2 separate regions of the Mus musculus genome follow, and region 1 is linked to region 2. The links are chromatin contacts, called in public HiCAR-type maps. All regions are on one chromosome and are shown on one strand. Each heading gives the region's core, a stretch centred on a gene start, on an enhancer-like site or on the middle of the called end of the contact. The rest is flanking DNA. Distances are from core to core; before and after follow the strand shown. Region 1 overlaps Cnot10 (CCR4-NOT transcription complex, subunit 10). Region 2 overlaps Fbxl2 (F-box and leucine-rich repeat protein 2).

Region 1 (4,862 bases), core at 2,240-4,739, 600 kb before region 2:
TATACTTTCAGACTGTTTGCGATTGTTCATGGTCTTGCTTCAGAGCACCCACCCACCTGTCGGCTTACAATAGTCATTCAGTTAATTAGATGCTTGCCAGAGTAGTCACCCCCTCATGTGCTCCCATTTTCTATAAAACCTTGTCCCAATGAGAGTTCAGGGCTGCTTCACCAAACCATCTTGTGGGTTGGTGAGTAAGCCCAAACTCGAGTCTGTAATAAAGAGACCCTAATGTGATTGCATCAGAGTCAGCTCCTGGTTGGTCTTTTGGGCTCACGAACAAGGCACGACAAGGCCAGACTGGGCTAGATAGGGCTCCATCTCTTAAAAAGGTAGATGAAATAGTTCAGTGGGAAGGGAGTTTACCAACAAGCAGGATGGGCTGAGGTTAGTTAGTCCTGAGGGTCCACGTGATGGAAGGAGAGAGCCAGGTACTACAGACTGTTCTATGGCCTCATTCCTGTGTTGTGGCACAGTAAGTAAGAAAGTTAATATACAGTTAATATACTAATAAAAATAATTAGTACAGTTGGATGATGGTAGAGGAGAAGCCTGGCCCACAGACTGGATGAATCCATTGGCCTTCTGCTGCCTGTGGGCCCTGAACATTTGAATTCACACTGCTCCCCATCCTGTGCACAAGTCTCTCTGGACCCTTCTTCTTGGAAGCCAACAGGAAAAACTACTGAAAATGTCATGGATCCCATGTCAGTCTGGCACTTGATTCTTTGTGCCTGAGCTTTGCTGAGTGGCAGGGATGCTATGGTCCATGGAAAGAAAGGACCTGTGTTGGTTGACGCCACACAAACCAGTCACCAGTCACCTGGGAAGAGGGAGCATGACTTGAGGAAATGGCTTCCCCAAACTGACCTGTGGATAAGTCTGTGGGTCATTGTTTTGATTGTTGATGGATGTGGGCTCAGCCACTTCTGAGCAAGTATAAAAATGGTATCCCAAATTAAACCTGGGAGCAAGCCCAAAGCAGTGTTTCTCCATGGTTGCTGCCTCTGCTCCTGCTTGAGTTCCTGCCCTGATATTTTATTTATACATTTTATATTTATAAATTATTATATGACTTTATTATTTATATTATAATTTATATAATATTTATATTATTTATACACACAGGTATATAGATATATAGTTGTTGTTGTTGTTGTTTTTTCATTAAAAAAGGGAGTGGGACAGTGGTTGCACAAACCTTTAAGCCCAGAACTCAGGAGGGAGAGGCAAGTGGATCTTTGAGTTTGAGGCTAGCAAACTTTTATTTATTTAGCTATTTTGTGGCAGTTGTCTTAGTCATTGTTCCAGTTGCTGTGAAGAAATACCATGACCACAGCAACTTAAATAAATGGAAACATTTAATTGGGGCTGGCTTACAATTTCTAAGGTTCAGTTCATTATCTTCATTTCAGGGAACATTGTGGCAGGAAGACGGAAGTAGTGCTGGAGAGGAGACTGGAGAGAAACACTGGGCCTGTCCCTGTGATGCACTTCTGCCAGCAAGGCCACGCCTCCCAGTCCCTGAAGTGTCACTCCCTGAAGATGAAGCATTCAAATATGAGTCGATGAGAGCCATTCTTGTTCACGTCGCCATAGTTATGGAGGTTGGACCCAGCACTCAAGACTGTTATAAAGAATTTTTGCTTTGGTTTTTGTTGTTGTTGGTTTGTGTTGTTTTTGTTTTCTGGGGGGCGTGGGGTAGAGACAAGGTGCACCCAAGCCTACCCTCAATGACTCAGTGGCTGAGCTGTGTCATCACCAGACCTTTGAAAAGGTTTTGGCCATCATTCTAGCTCTCTCTTGGTGTCTCTGTCTCTCTTTCATGTCCCCTCTCCAAGACTGCCTTTCCCCCTCCCCGTCAATCAATCTGTTGCAGAAGATATGTTGCATGGTGTGATCTTTCCGGTAAACCTTGCCTGTAATCTGCCAAGGTACTCCCATGGCATAAATCCTAACAGTAGTAGTGTTTGCTTTTGAAACAGGGTCTCTATTCCTGATGCCCTTGAACTTGCTATGTAGACCAGACTAGCCTCAAACTCACAAATCCACCTGTCTCTGCCTCTCAGCACACCAGAAGGCAGAGAATGACAGATCTCTGAGTTCAAGGCCAGCTTGGTCTACAGAGTTCTTCCAGGGCTAAGCAGAGAAACTCTGTCTCAACCAAACAAAAAACAAAAATTTGCAAAATTTGAGTGACATTGAAATATGTGAGATTGGCCGGGCGTGGTGGCGCTCGCCTTTAATCCCAGCACTGGGAGGCAGAGTCAGGCGGATTTCTGAGGCCAGCCCGGTCTACAAAGTGAGCTCCAGGACAGCCAGAGCTATAAAGAGAAACCCTGTCTCGAAAAACCAAAAAAAGAAAAAAAAGAAAAAAAAAAAAAAGAAATATGTGAGATTGAAGCCATTCTGGACAGTATAGCAAATTCCAGGCCAGCCAGGGTTTCATAATGAGACCTGTCTCAAAGGGGAAGGGGAGAGAATAAGAAGTAAATTATGAAGATGGGTGAGAGGAGCTGAAGGTATGCAGAGGATGGTGCTCGATTCCCAGAATCCACACGGTGGCTCGAAACCAGGTAGCTCCAGGTCAATAGAGCTGATGCCCTCTTCTGGCCTCCGGGGGCGCATAACCTGCTGGTAAAATACTCCCCATGTAAAGTAGAGTTTCATGCTATTTTTCTTTCTGGGCTTAGCAGTGTTCCAAGGGGCCTGAAATGGGGTGGCCTGTAATAGCCCCAAGGTCCCAGGGCCCTCAGTATTTGTGTCCCTCACCCCTTGTGGAGTAAAGGTTGAGCAATGGCCCAGGATAGGTGCCTTAGTTAATGGTCAGACTGGATCCTAGAAGCCAACAGGCCTGGCCTAAAGTAAACACAAAGTAAACACGCCCTGACACAAAGCTGGGAGGCGGGCGCAGAGGCTCGGCCAGGTGCGAGTGGGCTGTCACGGAAGGAGGCAGTGAAGTTCATTAGCCTCCTCATTTGGGGCAAAGCGAATCCGTGTGGTGACACACAATTGTCTTGGAGGATTTAAGGGGATTTGCCTGAGTGTCCCGGTGGGCCCCTAGCCTCCTCCTAATCCAGTCCACATTTCAGACTACTTAGGAACGCATTAAATGTCAAAGCCGGCGTTTAGGAAAATATCTACATTTCGTATGCAACGCCCGGGTCAAAAGAAAAGCCAAACCGACGAACCTTCCAGCTTTTGGCGCAAGAGGCACTCTGTGTGGTCCCCAGTGTGAATGGGGAGGGCCGCGCTCCCCTCCCAGGAATGCAGTCCTTTCTCTAGGGGAAAATGCTAATGCTTTGTTTCTGCCTTGGCTCCCCCAGGCGCGGGGGCGCCCCCGCACGATTGTCACCGCCACATTAGCATGTGAGCAGCCCCTATCCCCACCCACACCCACACCCCCCCCCCCCCAGCTCAGCCCTGATTGGGGACTTCTGGGACCCGGGCAATGGCCAGCTGCCAACAGTCTTACCACAGTCCATATCTCCGCTGAGACCTCAGGAAGCTAACAGGCAACCCTGCAGGTGGGGAGTTTTCACTCCATACGCGTTGATCCTTTAATATACGAGAAAAAACTTTATTGTAGCTGTCCCACCAAGGAAATCAAAATCATTGGAACAGCTGTGGTCCCGCTGCGATCTGTGTCCTTATCACCAGGGTATCCTGCCCACGATGTGACTCTTCACACGACCTCCAAGCTATTCCCAGCGGGGACAGCCGGGAAGGGGTACGGCCAGCCCGCGGGATCCCTCTGGAAAGCAGCAGAGAGGCAGAGTCTCGGGACGCAACCGGGAATCCGCGTGGAGCCCGGGGCGCCGAGCGCCACCTAGCGGCAGCGCGGAACAGCCCAACAAATTTCTTCACTGATTTCTTCCCGTCATCTGTTCCTTTCCACTTTATTCGATTCTATTGATTTTGTTTTAGTTATTTGACTAGTTTGTTTTATACAGCTTTATTTTACTCCTGTCACTTCCGTGGTTGAGTAAATGTATAAGCCATTTCTATCTTTGGCTTTTTTTTTTTTTTTTGGTTTTTTTCCCCATTGTTTAGATTTTAATTTTTACCATAATAACATTACTCAATGTATTTCATTTGCTTCGGTTCCTTGACTTATCTTTGCTCTGTGGGTGAAGGTTTAAGATCCTCTGTACTCTTCTGGCTCTTTTCTGCCTGAGTTTTTGGGGGTTTTTTTGTTTTGTTTTTTTGTTTGTTTTTGTTTTTTGAGACAGGGTTTCTCTGTGTAGTCCTGGCTGTTCTGGAACTCACTTTGTAGACCAGGCTGGCCTCAAACTCAGAAATCCGCCTGCCTCTGCCTCCCAAGTGCTGGGATTAAAGGCGTGCACCACCACCACCCGGCCTGAGTTTTTAAAGAAAGGAAAAATACTGCTTTAGCTAAGTACTCCCAAGTATTGGACAAGGATGATATTTTATGGCTTTATGCCGAGGCTGGGCCAGGCAAGCATCTATTTGGATAAATACCATTGATAAGTATTTCAGCTGGCATTGTGACAAAGGACTGTCTTGCCTGTAGTCCCTGACTAAGGCAGAAGATTGCTCAGAAGTTTAAGCTTGACTGCATGAAACAATGGAGTGAGAATTTGTCTCAAAAATCAAACGACAGGGACTGGAGAGATGAATCTACAGTTAAAAACACTGGCTGGCTGGCTGACTGCTCTTCTAGAAGAACCGGGTTCAATTCTCAGTGCCCACACATCGACTCACAGCCATCTGCAATTCCAGTTCCAAGGGATCCAACGCCCTCTTTTGGCTTCCTCTGGGCACTGGAAGTAGTGCACAGAATACATGCATGCAAAACACCCATACACAAAATATAAATAAAATAAAAATCAAACAAGGCC
Region 2 (4,734 bases), core at 587-3,086:
GGTCCCAAGTTTACAAGGACAGCCAACTCAGTGATTGACAGACTGGCAGTGAGTGTCTCCTCCAGCAGCCCAGTAGGGCAGATAAAAGGCAGAATGAGTGGAAAAAAGAAGTCTTTCTTCTATGCTGGAAGTGCCTTCCTTAGATAACCGGCTTCCTTGGCTGAGCAGGTGGCACACACCTTTGATCCCAGCACTCAGGGGGCAGTGGTAGTCAGATCTCGGAGTTTGAGGCCAGCCTGGTCTATACAGAGTTCCAGAACTACATAGAGACCCTGTCTTTAAAAAAAAAAAAAATCTTCCTTATACTTTCTTACCTTATCATCGACTTTCAACTAAGTGCCTAGGCACACACTTCTACTTAAATATTAAGAAGGCCAAGAGAAGATGGGGCAGCCAGCCAGGGACCTTAGGGCCATGGGATTGAATGAGTCACTGGGTGTTTTTTGCTTTATATATCCCAAGATAGGCTTAAAGGAGCTGATAACAAGGGATTCTGAGACAGGAACAAATCCCCAAGAACCTGTTGTTTCTGCTCAGAGGACCCAGGGGGAGGATGGTCTACCAAGAAGCCTTCCTGGCAGTAACTCAAAACAGAGCTATGCTTCCTGCCAGGAAAGGGTGAATGGACAGTCTTTCATCTTTGCCCAGGAGTGACAATCTGCAGGACCACCTGAGAGCACACAGGGAGCCTAGACCTAAGGCAGACCTGAGGCAGGCTGTCTGAAGGGGTCTGAACACCTACCTGTCTCACGGCGGCGAGGCAACTGCCCCATAGGCATCGGACGATCAGTATGGGGACTTGGCCATTGGATGCAGACTACGGGGCCTTACCTCACAACGCAGTACTATAGGCCTGGTGCAAGGAGATGTAATGAAGGTGTCGGAGCATTCTGGATGTAACAGAACAGTCTGGACTTATGTTTGGTGGCAGTGTGCAGATGACAAGTCCAGATTAACATGACATTTGACATTTTAAAGTGGACTTCAGAAAAATGTTCCTGGTAGAAATTATGAAGACACCATAAAAGCAACAAAGTCAGTGCTCATGAGTAGATACAGAACATAGAACTGTTCCGAAAATTAAAACCAAAAACCAGTGAACGGCCTTAAAGCAAAGTGGTCTAGTGTTGGCAAGTGAGCACAGCCTTTAGAGAACAAAGGGGGTGACTTGGGAGCAGGGACAAAAGATGTGACAGTCATAGGATCACAGTTAGAACCAAAACAGGGCTAAAAAGTCCCAAGCTGGTACCATGTTCCTGTAGGTTGAAGCTGACCAGACCTCGGGCAGATGCTCATCATGGGCCATCTTCCAACCACCAAAGCCAGTTTCCTCACGAGGATCCTTGGGCAGACACTGGCAAAGGCCCAGAATCCTCACCTCAGAATCCTGTGATGGAAATCTCCAGGAAGTGCTGGGAGGACACTGGGGTGAATTTAAAATGAATCTACTACCACAGAAAGCACGACAGTGGGTCCTCAGTGTTACAGTGCCACTGCTGAGTATGTTAAACAGAACACACAGCACCGGCACGCGGCAAGGCTGGGAGACAGACGCGCACATCCACATTAACGGTGTGATCCCACAGCAGGCAAGGGAAGAAGCTGAAGCGTCACTAGGTAAACTCGAGACTCTCCTCATGCAGAGGATGTTGTCGAGACAGAAGGGGATCCTGGCACAAGCTTCACCCGGCTGAGCAGGAGGACAGGATACCAAGTGAAGTAGGACAGTGTCGTCAGAAGAAAGCAAAATAAAGCCCAAATTAAAAGGCCATAACACGGTAGAGCACAGTGAGTGGAAAACACAAACACCAGAGCAGTATCCTAGCAACACTGGCTGCTGCTTTGGAAACAGGCCCCAGGCCAGGCTGCTAGTATCAGCAGCAATCAGCTGCCACCAGGTCTATACAGGCTGAGCGTCCTGTATCTAAAATGGGGCCAAGGTGTTGGCCTTCCAGATTGTCTCATTATATACACTTAGATAATGAAGTACTTGAGGCTAGGTCCAAAATCTAGAAACAAATTAATCTTATGCCTAACGTGCACCTTTCACAATTGCTACTGCACCGTGTTCTGACTGTGACCTGTTCTATTTGTAGTGATAATCAAAATTGTTTAGATTTGGAGAATTTCAAATTTTCACATTATGGATGCTAAACTTGTAGGAGGCACAACTACATAAATCTGACAACATGAGCGAAATGAACGTCTAACTCACTTGATATAAAATAACCCAAATAACCCTTAAGGAAGTTCCTAAATTACCCCAAATGTACATGTAGGAACATGTAGAAATGCTATAGAACTTTTGCTAACACTTAAAGAATTAACAGGGTTCTATACTGCTGGCCTTTCTGGGAAGTGTAACATCACCCAGGGATCCTGGGCTGCAAGGGGAACCCCATGAGCAGGCTCGATGGGAAGGATGTTTGCTGCCAAGTTTGGTGATCTTCATTTGATTCCTGTGACCCCAATGGTGGCCTGTCTCCTGCCACACTCTGAGCCTGACATTCTTGTCCCCCAGCCTGGGCCTCCAAGCACATTCTGTCCTTTCCTACCTGAACCCCAGCACCTGACATTATTAGCTCACGGACTGTCAAGCTCAGCCTGTCGGTCGCTCTCAGACACTGGATCTTTTCTCTTTACAGCATTTATGCTCATATGCATTTTCTATTTTCATGGGTGGGGGGCAACTGTCCAGTCTGAAGTTATTAAGTAAACTTGGCCATGTAAACTCACCCTAGTACTTCTGCAACCTTAATTACCACTTCTAAGAGGCTGGTGATATATGACCAAGGTCAGGATCTCATTGCATAGCCACAACTGAATCATGGATGTGTGTACTTTTAATGTGTGTACGTGTCTGTGCTAGGGTCCATGCATGGGACTGTGGATGCTCCTGTAGCTGGAGTTACCAGTTGTGAGCAGTATGTGCTTTTAATTTACACTTCCAACCCTGTGCATTTTAGACAAGGACAGTAAATCTACTGGCTTTACTATTGGCACCTTTACTCAAACTGGGCCATAAAACTGGTCAAGGGAGTAAACTCGGAACTGTCCCCTGAAGCATCTTTCCTTGTTTCTGGTTGGAAAGCCGTGGTCGGGGGTAGCTCTTAGAGAAAACCGCAGATTACTTCCTATGCACTAGACAGGGGAGAATGAAGCCCGGCAGGCTGTTAAGTCGGATGAGGTGTTGGTAGTCTCCGGCTCTTCCAGCCCTCCGTTTATTCATGGTGACCCTTCCCACACATGGCACTGAGTCTTCAGCGCGTGCTTTGCAGAGGACACTGCCACACCGCAGTACAGCAAGCAGTTACTCTGGACACTTTTCCTAGCTGGAGCTTAGCGTGCCTCTCCTCCCCAGAGCTTGTCCCACTGTGAGCTCATCACAGATGAGGGGATCCTGCACCTGAGCAGCAGCACCTGTGGGCACGAGAGACTCCGGGTGCTGGAGCTGGACAACTGCCTTCTTGTCACGGACGCCTCGCTGGAGCACCTGGAGAACTGCCGAGGCCTGGAGCGACTGGAGCTTTACGACTGCCAGCAGGTCACCCGTGCAGGCATCAAGCGCATGCGGGTAGGTGTTAGTCCCTCCTAGGCTCTCCTTGGCAGCTGGGAGATGGAGACCCAGAAATCCACATCCAGGCTTGTGAGTGGGCTCAGCAGGTTAATGGTGCTTGATACCAAGCCTGTCTTCCTGATTTCATGGCCAAGAACATGGTACAAAGTAACAGAACCAACTCAGTGTTGTTTTCTGACCTCCACATACATGCTGTGGCATACACAGTATACTAAACCCAATACCCAGTTCTCCAGTCTGGTGTATTTATACAAACTGTGATTACAGAAGTGCCACCATAGGCTCCTTCAGACATGTACCCTTAGATCATTGCCACTAGAGAGAAGTGTTTCCAATTGTCTTTAGAGGGTGATTTGGGGCCCAGGGCTAGAGGGGTTTTAACAGGGACAGTTCTAGCTTACAGCATGCTCCCTGCCTAATTAATGCAATCAATTGTAAACGGACTAGAGGTTTTCAAAGGTTATACAAGAATCGCAATCCCAGGGCAGACGACTCCTTTTCCATTTCCTTCTAGGCTCAGCTTCCTCATGTCAAAGTCCATGCCTACTTTGCTCCAGTCACCCCTCCACCAGCAGTGGCAGGAAGTGGACATCGACTGTGCAGATGCTGTGTCATACTCTGACAGCAGCTGCTTAGGCCACGGGCCCCATCCTCCAGGTTAGACCAGTCTCCTGGCTGTTCCATCGTCACCCTATCTCGACTCTCCATGGTGAAAACATTACAGGTAAAAGACTTCAGCACAGATTACAGTACCTGGTAATGCTATTCACCTTAACACTGCTAGGATGCAAGCAAATCCAGGTCTGTGTCATCCACAGCAAGAGTGGTGTGGTGCAACCTAGAGCCCATCAGAGGTGGGTACCTATGTATACAAGTCCCACCTGGCTTTGTCAGCATTCTATATATACACCTTCAGTGTTAGCACAACCTGAGCAGAGTAAAAGAGCCTGCTGGTTTCTACCTGATCCTTAAGCCAGTGGCCTAATGTAATTCACAGCAATTTCTGTCCATCTGCAGGACTTGTCCACTTTAAAGACTAAATAGCACCTTTATGAACGTGATTGTACTGCAAACTCAGAATGGCTGGTAGTTTCATATGTAGAAGTGTGTGTGAAAGGCATGTTAACATACTTCCATAAGACACCAAAGAAACAAGG

Evidence for each region. HiCAR-type assays count read pairs that join an accessible place to other places.
Region 1: a contact with region 2 is called in a HiCAR-type map of astrocytes, with 2.7 times the contacts expected there. The contact joins two enhancer-like sites. A contact is called at or near these places in 3 of 484 Hi-C or Micro-C datasets (cortical neurons and embryonic stem cells) and 2 of 115 datasets of contacts at active chromatin or transcription factors (astrocytes and embryonic stem cells).

The regions. Positions count from the first base shown.
Region 1 is chr9:114,582,893-114,587,754 of GRCm38.p6, reverse strand. It overlaps Cnot10 (CCR4-NOT transcription complex, subunit 10), which reads left to right. Exons shown (of 20, transcript NM_153585.5): 20 at 1,416-1,881. Among named protein-coding and RNA genes, the nearest start is that of Trim71, 21 kb to the right of the region's middle. Within about 2 kb of position 3,489, at least 138 of the 459 cell types and tissues checked have an H3K27ac peak or open chromatin away from gene starts, as enhancers often do. A contact at or near this core is called in astrocytes, where this site is marked.
Region 2 is chr9:113,978,298-113,983,031 of GRCm38.p6, reverse strand. Fbxl2 (F-box and leucine-rich repeat protein 2) reads left to right here. Exons shown (of 15, transcript NM_178624.6): 14 at 3,362-3,574; 15 at 4,092-4,734. The coding sequence ends at 4,199. Among named protein-coding and RNA genes, the nearest start is that of Fbxl2, 46 kb to the left of the region's middle. Within about 2 kb of position 1,836, at least 84 of the 459 cell types and tissues checked have an H3K27ac peak or open chromatin away from gene starts, as enhancers often do. A contact at or near this core is called in astrocytes, where this site is marked.